Regions from separate parts of the Muntiacus reevesi genome. Here region 2 is linked to region 1. A link is a contact called in public Hi-C data. All regions are on one chromosome and are shown on one strand. Each heading gives the region's core, a stretch centred on a gene start, on an enhancer-like site or on the middle of the called end of the contact. The rest is flanking DNA. Distances are from core to core; before and after follow the strand shown.

The links. A called contact is a pair of places that touch in the nucleus more often than the background predicts.
Region 2: a contact with region 1 is called in a Hi-C map of muscle, with 4 times the contacts expected there. The contact joins the promoter of SIK2 here to the promoter of PPP2R1B in region 1. A contact is called at or near these places in 2 of 3 Hi-C or Micro-C datasets (blood and muscle).

The regions. Positions count from the first base shown.
Region 1 is chr9:69,485,132-69,489,973 of mMunRee1.1, forward strand. PPP2R1B (protein phosphatase 2 scaffold subunit Abeta) reads left to right here and starts at 2,925. Exons shown (of 17, transcript XM_065944294.1): 1 at 2,925-3,083; 2 at 3,948-4,038; 3 at 4,443-4,543. The coding sequence starts at 2,970.
Region 2 is chr9:69,648,540-69,653,381 of mMunRee1.1, forward strand. It overlaps SIK2 (salt inducible kinase 2), which reads right to left and starts at 1,952. Exons shown (of 15, transcript XM_065944289.1): 1 at 1,669-1,952. The coding sequence starts at 1,803.

The sequences.
Region 1 (4,842 bases), core at 1,675-4,174:
CCCCAAAAGACTGTCTTAGATTTAGTTCCAGTTTCCATTCAGCCCAATTTTTGAAATAGGCTCTTTCTGCTGCAGTCTATGTATTTTATTCACTTTCTTTATTGAAGGATTTACTAGCATCTCCATGTTTACTGTCTGCTTCATTCTCACATAATCACAGTAACTGGAAAGGGAGTCAGAGATGGTTAGCTTCATTTTATTGAGGGTGAGGGGGTGGAGGTGGACCTGAGGCATAGGGAGAGGTAAGTCGTGATGAGTCAGCCACAGAGGTGGGAACTGAAGTCCAGAATTGATGACTCTCAAACCAGGCAATCTTCTGGGGCCTATTTTCTCAGCTTGTGATTTCATATTTAATCATAGTTATTCCATAGGTGTCCAATTCATTGTGCTTGGGTAAGCAAAGTATATTTGAGTTTTAGCAAAATAGCTTAGCATCCGTCAGTGTACTAGTTTTTATATTTAGCGTATTGAAGCTTGTCTAAGCTTGAGTTAATATCTGCCCTGAGAGATGATGTGGAACGGACTTAATATGCTTCTTTCTGGGCTTGCTTCCTTTATCATTTCTGACTTTTTTTTTTTTTTTGGCCAGCTTCATCATACAGGATCTCAGTTCCCTGACCAGAGTCTTAACCACTGAACTGCCAGAGAAGTCTGATGAAGACTTTGAAGAGAATAGATTCCTCTTCCTCATGTCAATAGAAACCCCGCTCTGGTCTTCTGGTTCGAGGACTAAATCAAAAAAACCTCTTAATTTTCTTTTTCTCCAACTTGTGTAGTACTTGGAAAATCTTGAAAACTCTCAGTTTACAGTGTTACTTAAATGTACAAATATAAAGTAAGCATATAATGATCTTTTATTTATAGTTCTTATATAACTAAAAAACATAAATTTACAAATTAAATACAAATGATATCACAAAACTAATACCATTCAAATTAATATTATAGCAATTTAACATGGCAGATGATGTATTTTGCTGAGACTAAATTATCCCTTGTATTGTGATTATGGTATTCCTGTGAAAGCTCAGCTTCTTTTGAGTTCAACATACCTATACCACCAAGTGACCAATATTATCTCAATTTTCTCACCACTTTTCTGTTAGAACTACTGTGACAATGCAGTCTATGATGTGGTTTGGCTTTCATTTTGTGCATGAAAACACCTCTGTTCTTTTCTCATGATCCCAGAATAGTAAAAGCACCACTAAGACACACATGCAAATGCAATAAAATAAAAAGAAGGCTACAAGGACACAAAGCCTTTCAGTATCATTAAGTTTTGGGCTAAAATATAAATCTAAGACAATACATTTATTAATCTATGAAGTGGAATGAATTCATCCCACAGAGAAAACATACATTTTAAAACCTGTCTAAATACAAAGGTCTGTTCTGTACTTCTGTGTCTCTTGGGGATGTTTTGAAAGAACAGCATGTATATTATCTATGGTGAAACAGATCACCAGCCCAGGTGGGATGCATGAGACAAGTGCTCGGGCCTGGTGCACTGGGAAGGCCCAGAGGAGTCGGGTGGAGAGGGAGGTGGGAGGGGGGATCGGGATGGGGAATACGTGTAACTCTATGGCTGATTCATGTCAATGTATGACAAAACCCACTGAAATGTTGTGAAGTAATTAGCCTCCACTAATAAAAAAAAATTAAAAAAAAAAAAAAGCAAATGCAGGTATTGAAATCACAAGGCAATACCAGGTTATAAAATGGTCATTCAAATAATCCAGAATGCCTAAATTAAGAACTACTGTTCAGATTCACTGGTTCCCAAACTTACACTACGATCAAAAACCTTATCTACTGTGTTTACTTCCAAGAACCCTATTTTTTTGAAGTCCCCTAAATTAGATTTATTGATAATTTTCCTTTTTTATTCATCAGACACATAGAATTACCATTTCAGAGACTATGATCGCCACAGGTAGCTATCACTCTAAACTGCTTATAGTCCAAAACAAACAAAAGACAGGACGTTCTAGTTATTCCGTGCCGCCTGCACAAGGGTAAATGGAAACTTCCTACTAAACTTTGCAAGAACTCTCATACCCTCGGACCTCCTCCCACCGCTGCCTTTGAGGACTCTTGGGAGTTCCAGAGAGGTCAGGTTAGCCTTTCTTGTACAAGCAAAGTAGCCGCTTCACCCAATTTGGAAGGATTAAAGCTTGTCCTAGTTTTGCTTGATTGTTGTACTTCTAGCATGCTAAAGACCTAAAAAATAAGAGAAAGAAAATACAACAGAAGGCAGCATTCCAGTACCAAACTGAAAAGAAACACAAAAACAAGAGCGCAGCATGTTTTTAACAGCTTGCATGGAGAAAGCGGAAAAAATATTGACTGGGGAGTTTGGATAGCACTGTTCATTTTCTCTCACCGCCCGCGGTATTTGTCTTAAGGAGCAGGAGCCAGATACAATTCTGGCGCACAGGCCGGAGGAAGGGGTGGAGGGGTTCTTTGGAAGCTTGTGGAAGCCTGAGGATATAGCGGGGGAAATTAGGGCTGGAGACCCAAATGGCTCCGGGCCAGGATGAAGTCGGGGGAGGGAGGCGCTAAGTCTTTTTTCCTCCTGGCCTTGGGCATCCTCTTGGTCCCCTGAGTCCCAAGAGGGCACAGCACAAGTCACTCAGGTAGGTTCCGGACGCCTTCAGATCAGCACGAGCAGGATGAATCCCTGCCCCTGTTTCTTTCGCTTGGGAAAAGGACACGGGGGCTCCTTTCGCCTTCTAAGCCCACCTGTCTTTTGGAGTTCAGACCTACAGCTTCGGAAACGGGGACCTGGCGGGGGTCTCTACCCGCTCAGCAGACACTCGGTTCCCGGACTCCGGCTCCCGCCGACCTCCGGCCTAAGCCCCGCCTCTCAGGGCGCGGGGCGGGGCCTGGGCGCGGGGCGGGGCCTGGGCGCGGGGCGGGGCCTGGGCGCGCAGCGAGCGGCTGAGACCAGGCGGAGGGGGAAGAACATGGCGGGCGCGGCGGGGCCTGCCACCGGCTCAGGGGCCGCCGGCGGAGATGGAGACGATTCACTCTACCCCATCGCGGTCTTAATCGACGAGCTCCGCAATGAGGACGTGCAGGTATTGGAGTCGGGCCCGGCAGCGGACGCGGGCTCGGCCGGGCGCGTGGTAGGGAAGGGGGCCAGCCGGCACCCGTGGGCGGGGGGAGGCCCGGGATTGAAAGCCGGGACTCGGAGTGGAAACTTGACGGGGAGGAGAGGAGGGACCCGTGAGGGGTTCTGGTGGCTCGACCCGGCGGCCCCGGAGCCTGCCCCTCACGCCTTGTTCTGACCCGCCGAGGCGGCGGCCCGGCGTCCCACCTGGTTCTTGGTTGCTTGTAGGGGAACCGGCTTGCCGCCCGGGCGGTCTTTCTGGGCCGGGCTGTGAGGACGCCGCGTCCAGCCCCGGGCCGGCAGCGCCCGTAGCGGGGCGAGCGGGAGGCGGGTGGCGCGGGGCCGGAGGGGCTGCAGGACGCCGAGGCGCCTTGTGAAATGGGGGGAATGACTGCCTTCCTCGCGCCCTGCTGGAAACTGGCCCGGCTTGAGTGGAAATTAGGTGGGGTGGCTAAACTAACTTAAAGGAGGCGGGATGTCAGCTCTGATGGAACTTTTCTTTGAAAAGTCTGGCGTGGTACTCAACCATCTCACCTGCTTCACCACTGCTAAAGTAATCTCTTTTTAAAATTGTCTCGCTTTTCCGGATATTGTATTTTCTTTCATTTCTTTAATGGGCCCGTCAGAGGGTTTCGCCTGAGAAATCTTACTTTAGCTAAAGAAGGCGTGTTCCCTTGTTTTTGAGGTTCCTCATAGAATAAGTGTAAATTAAAGGTTTTTTTTCCTTCTTATCTGTATGCAATTACCTCACCTGTTTGTAGGTACTCTCTTTTGGTCTAAATCACAACTCCTGTTTTACTTCATTCTTCTTTCTACCTTTTTTTTTTTAAAGCTCCGTCTCAATAGTATTAAGAAATTATCAACAATTGCTCTAGCACTTGGAGTAGAAAGGACACGAACTGAACTGCTGCCATTCCTTACAGGTATGTGACTCTTTGAGGAAAGGCCTGGGCATTTTTGTTTTACAGTGGCTTTCAAAACTTGGACTGTTGTTTTGAATTTGTTGCCCATAGTATTAATAAGTACTAAACTGAGCCTGTTGTTTCTACTGTGAAGAAACAGGGCAGAGCATATATTGTAATGTTGTGGCCAGACATATTCAGATATTAACTATTTAGCTAATAGAAAAGTAATTGATGTGCGATTATGAATTTCTAGTTCCTTCTGTAAAACAAATCCATGAAGACACTTGCTTGAGGAGGAAAAGGCTGTTAGGATGGCGACAGATTGTCTAGTTACATATGGAGTCTCTTCCTAGTTTTGTGTGAGTGTCCAGCTTTGGGCCAGCTATCTTTGTTGATGAGTACTGGGTTCTTGTCATTTCCAGATACAATTTATGATGAAGATGAGGTACTGTTAGCTCTTGCTGAGCAACTGGGAAATTTCACTGGCCTGGTGGGAGGTCCTGACTTTGCCCACTGTTTGTTGGTGAGTATATTCTGCCTGCTCTCCTTCTAGAACTTTTGCAGTATAAATAGTACATTGTTTGGTGATAGGCACAGTGCAGCATTTTTTATGCAGATCTTTTTATGGATAGTCACAGTGTTAGCTATTGAGAGAACATATAATGTAGGCATTTTGGACTCAACCTTTCTTATTTTTTCTGGTTGTGAATGTGGGAACTTTCTCTTTTCTGACTTGTTACTTTAGCAGTTAGGAGAAAAAGGACTGGATTATTTCTGTTCATGATTTTTTTCCCTGTTATAGTGGAAATCTTAATTCTCATC
Region 2 (4,842 bases), core at 702-3,201, 160 kb after region 1:
TCGTTAAGCAAGGACTTATACAAAAATACATATTAAAAATGTCTTCTTTTCATGTAACTAAAGGGCAAACAGCATGGCATTAAGCCATGTTTCCTTAGAGGAATGCAATCAATTTCTTCGTTTTAAAAAATACTGGGATCAGATTAAGTAATCTCACTACAGTCACATTATTTACATTAAAAACTTAAATTGCTAACTCTAGTAAATTTGTGAGAGGAAAATTTGTGACCTTGGCCCTGATGCTAAAAACACACACACACACACACACAAAATGGTCGGAATTCGACTGCCTCAGTCACGATCAGCAGGGCAAGACGAAAAACGAGGATGACACAATGACATATGCCCCTTCTTTTTGGAAACGGATTTCTTCACAGTAAGCAAAACTTCTAAGAACAACAGCTACAAAAATCACTCAAGTTTTCCAATGCCCTTCACCTTACACAGCCATTCTGAAAAAGAATCCTGCTATTTCATATCCAAACTCTGGTACCTTCGCACTAACAAGGAGAAACGCTGAACAGGATGAAAAGTGGAAAGGGAAAAAAGAAAAAAAAAAAAAGGAAAGGATGAAACTCCAGAACAACTACAACGACGCAGAGTAGAGTATGTCAAAAACACAAGGTTTTATTCTAAAGAATGGTTTTGTTTCTACCGTTTTTCTAAAGTATTTAATTTGCACGTCTTAAAATAGAGACCCTGAGGAGAGCAGCTTGAGGCGGTGAAAGGAAGGGGAGGCGGGTTAGGTAAGAAGAGAGACTTGCGAGAAAATATGTGCGGTGCGTGAGAATGTGCGATGGAGGGCGGGGGGGAGATGCTCGCTTCCCCGTCAGGAAGCAGCCGAGGGCTTTTAGAAGAGACAGGTAGAATCTGACGCGGCTTAAGGAACGCGTATTCACCGCCAGAACGCACCCCTGGTAAAGAAATCACCTAGCATAAGAAAGGCCAACCCCACCGACTGTGCGAATGCCCAGATGACCATTTTAACCGGCTCTATTGTCTGGAGTACTAAGGTGGAAATGCCTCAGGCACGAGATCCAGCAAGCCTGACACTAGGTCAGAGATACTGTCTAGCACCAGGAGCGGAGAGAAGATGGGACCGTGGCGCTCCGGGCATTCCCGGCCCTCGGGGCCCCCCTTCCTCGAGTGGCCGGGGAGGGGGCGACGCGGTTCCCCCGGAGCCTTGCGGAGCCCCGTCCGGGGCGTCGGGGCGCAAGCGGTCCCCTCGGCCGGGCTGGCGACGCCTCTCACCGCGCAGCCCAGGAGCGCGGAGACTTCCCCTCCCACCCCACCCCCAGCTGAAAGCCGGGAAGACGCGGAACTTGGGCTCCGGAGCGGAGGCCCACAGACCAGGTCACGGCCACGGGTGCGAGGCTCTGGGCGAAATTCCGGGGGGGCCCCAGGGGTGGCCCAGAGAAGGCAAAGCGCCTGGCGGCCCGGGTCTCCAAATCGGACGACACCCGGGTCCGGGCGACGCGGCCCCGGTCCCCGTGGCGCTCGCCGACCCCTGGAGCTCCCCGGGTCCTCACACTCCCAGGCCCTCTCGTCTGAGCCGGTGACCCGGCCTCTCGGAGCTGCCCAGGCCCCCCGCGGCAGGCGCCCCTCTTGGCCAATAGCTCGTCTCCCGAACCCTCGCCTCGGACGCTCCCGCCGAGCCCCGGGCCGCACCTCCGTCCTGGTGATCCGGTGTCGCCCCAGCTTCACCACGGCGAAGTTGCCCTTGCCCAGCGTGCCCTCGATTTCGTAGAACCCCACCCGGACCGGCCCGCGCTGCAAGTGCCTCGGGCCATCCGCCATGACCATGCTGGGCCCCGCTGCGAGGCACGGCGGACTGGAGCGCTGACTGGTCGGCTGGCGGGCGGACTGGCTGGCGGGCGGGCTGCGCGGCTCCGCTCGGGCGACGGCGGCTCCGCTCTCTCCTGCGCTCCGTCCCTCCCGCTCCGCAGGGCCCAGCCAGGCGCGCGCCGCCGCTGACGTGCGCCGACGTCAGGGGGCCGGGACAGAGGGGCGGGGGCGGGACCGGGCCTCGATTGGTCACCATGGCGACCGGAGCCCCGCCGACGTAGGCGGCGGGCGGCCGCGAGGGCGGGCGGCTGGGCGGGGCCTGGACGGCGCGTTCCTTCCGGGCTCCTGCGCCCTCCGAGCTCGCGGCCGCCTCGCTGAGGAACGGGGCGGGGTAGCGGCCTGGCCCGCCCCGCTCCTCGGCCACCCTGACGAAGGGTAAGAGCGAGCCCTGGTGGGCGGCGCGCAGGGCTGCAGCGACTGGGGCTGGCCCTGGGTCTTCTTCCCCGGCCCCGGCGTTACCCGCCCACCAGGGGGACCTTCCCGCCAAAACCTCTCACCTATGACTACTGTTCTTCCTAAATTTGGCACGGGCGAAGAACTCTGGCTGAGCAATGCATTGCTCACAGGCTCCCTTCTTTGTATCTTTTTCTCATCTGTCTCTATATAAATCCCTCCAAATTTGATGTCTCTTAGCGTTCATTCTGACACCCGCACAGACCCTTATACACTCAACAGTGTATCAGCGGTGAAGTAGGCCTTGGAGATCACCTAATCCAGGGATTTGGAGCCTCAAATGGCCTTTGGGGGCACGAAACCCCTAAAATGTGTGCAATTTTTTAATGCTTCTTTGAGCTTGCCTCTGGGAAGATGGGAATATAGCTTTTAAATGTGTTGGTGACCGCGAAAAGCTTAAGAAATACTTACCTAATCCAGTTTCTTTTCAGATGAGGAATCAACCCCTTGGGAACGAAGGAAATTGCCAAGGTCACACTGGCAATGCTAAAGTTAGGATAGCAAATCACCACACCGATCTTTCATACGCTGACCCAGGGAAACAGGTACAGCGTTATTTTAATATTTTGAATAAAAGGAAACAGACTCTGGAGAAATGGCTTTATTCCCAGACAGAGAGGGAAAGTATAAAATGCGCTTGAAAGGTCTTGTCCCAGAAAGCAAGATTTTCATATCGCAGACATGTCAAAAGGTAACAGGAGTCAGTTTGAAGTTAACTTCACTTACCCATCTGGGACAATTTGAGTATCATGAATGAATACTGATGGAAATGGACTATAACAATGAATTAAAAAAAAAAAAATCCACAGGTGCTTACTTATTCTTACAGTGTTTCAGCTCAGTTCAGTCATTCAGTCGTATCTGACTCTTTTCGACCCCGTGGACTGCAGCACGCCAAGCTTCTCTGTCCATCAACAACTCCCAGAGCTTACTCAAACTCATGTCCATTGAGTCGGTGATGCCACCCAACCATTTCATCCTCTGTCATCCCCTTCTTCTCCTGCCTTCAATCTTTCCCACCATCAAGGTCATTTCCAATGAGTCAGTTTTTCACATCAGGTAGCCAAAGTATTGGAGTTTCAACTTCAATATCAGTCCTTCCAATGAATATTCAGGACTGATTTTCTTTATGATTGACTGGTTGGATCTCCTTGCTGTCCAAGGGACTCTCAAGAGTCTTCTCCAACACCACAGTTCAAAAGCATCAATTCTTCAGCACTCAGCTTTCTTTATAGTCCAACTCTCACATCCATACATGACTACTGGAAAAACCGTAACTTTGACTAGATGGACCTTTGTTGGCCAAGTAATGTCTCTGCTTTTTAATATGCTGTTTAGGTTGGTCATAGCTTTTCTTCCAAGCAGCAAGTGTCTTTTAATTTCATGGCTGCAGTCACCATCTGCAATGATTTTGGAGCCCCCCAAAATAAAGTCTGTTTATTATAAATAAATGCTATTTCCACTGTTTCCCCATCTATTTGCCATGAAGGGATGGGACTGGATGCCATGATCTTAGTTTTCTGGATGTTGAATTTTAAGCCAACTTTTTCACTCTCCTCTTTTCAGTTTCATCAAGAGGCTCTTTAGTTCTTCACTTTCTGCCATAAGGGTGGTGTCATCTGCATATCTGAAGTTATTGATATTTCTCCCGGCAATCTTGATTCCAGCTTGTGCTTCATCCAGCCTGGCATTTTGCATAATTGATATTTCTCTGCATATAAGGTAAATAAGCAGAGTGACAGCCTTGGTATACTCTTTTCCCGATTTGGAACCAATCTGTTGTTCCATGTCCAGTTCTAACTGTTGCTTCTTGACCTGCATACTGATGTTGCTTTTACTCCTGCATACAGGAGGCAGGTAAGGTGGTCTGGTAGTCCCATCTCTTTAAGAATTTTCCACAGTTTGTTGTGATCCACACAGTCACAGGCTTTCACGTAGTGAGTAAAGCAGAAGTAGATGTTTTTCTGGAACTCTTTTGCTTTTTTGATGATCCAACAGATGTTAGCAATTTGTCTCTTACAATGTTAAATAAGTATAAAAGGGGGAGAAATGGCTATTTTTCTTGATAGTGGAATGTCAACTAATACACGTAGAAGAAATGATGAAATTAGAAAATCACCATTTTGCAACCATTATACTACTAATTGATTCAGATAGAATTATTAATAGATTTTAAAATCATTGGGTGCAAATTTGCTGGGGAACATGATATTTACACAGTCTGAAAGCATCCTCAGATTTCTTATTCGTTACAAATGGATAAAAACATTACTTCCACAGTGGAGAAATCTGACAGACAGCACCATAACTAAAAGATCAAAGTTGATGTCACCAATTAACAATTAATGGAATAAAATGACATGATGTACCTCTTGGATGTGAGGTACTGAGAAGGATACAGCATTTCTTTTGTAGTATTCCTGTCAAAGATACATGTTCTGAAAATAATCACAAAGAAACTATCAGAAAAAATGCAAATTGAGAAACATTCTATCTAACCACTGGCCTGAATCAGTGTCCTGAAAGACTGTGGAACTGTTTTAG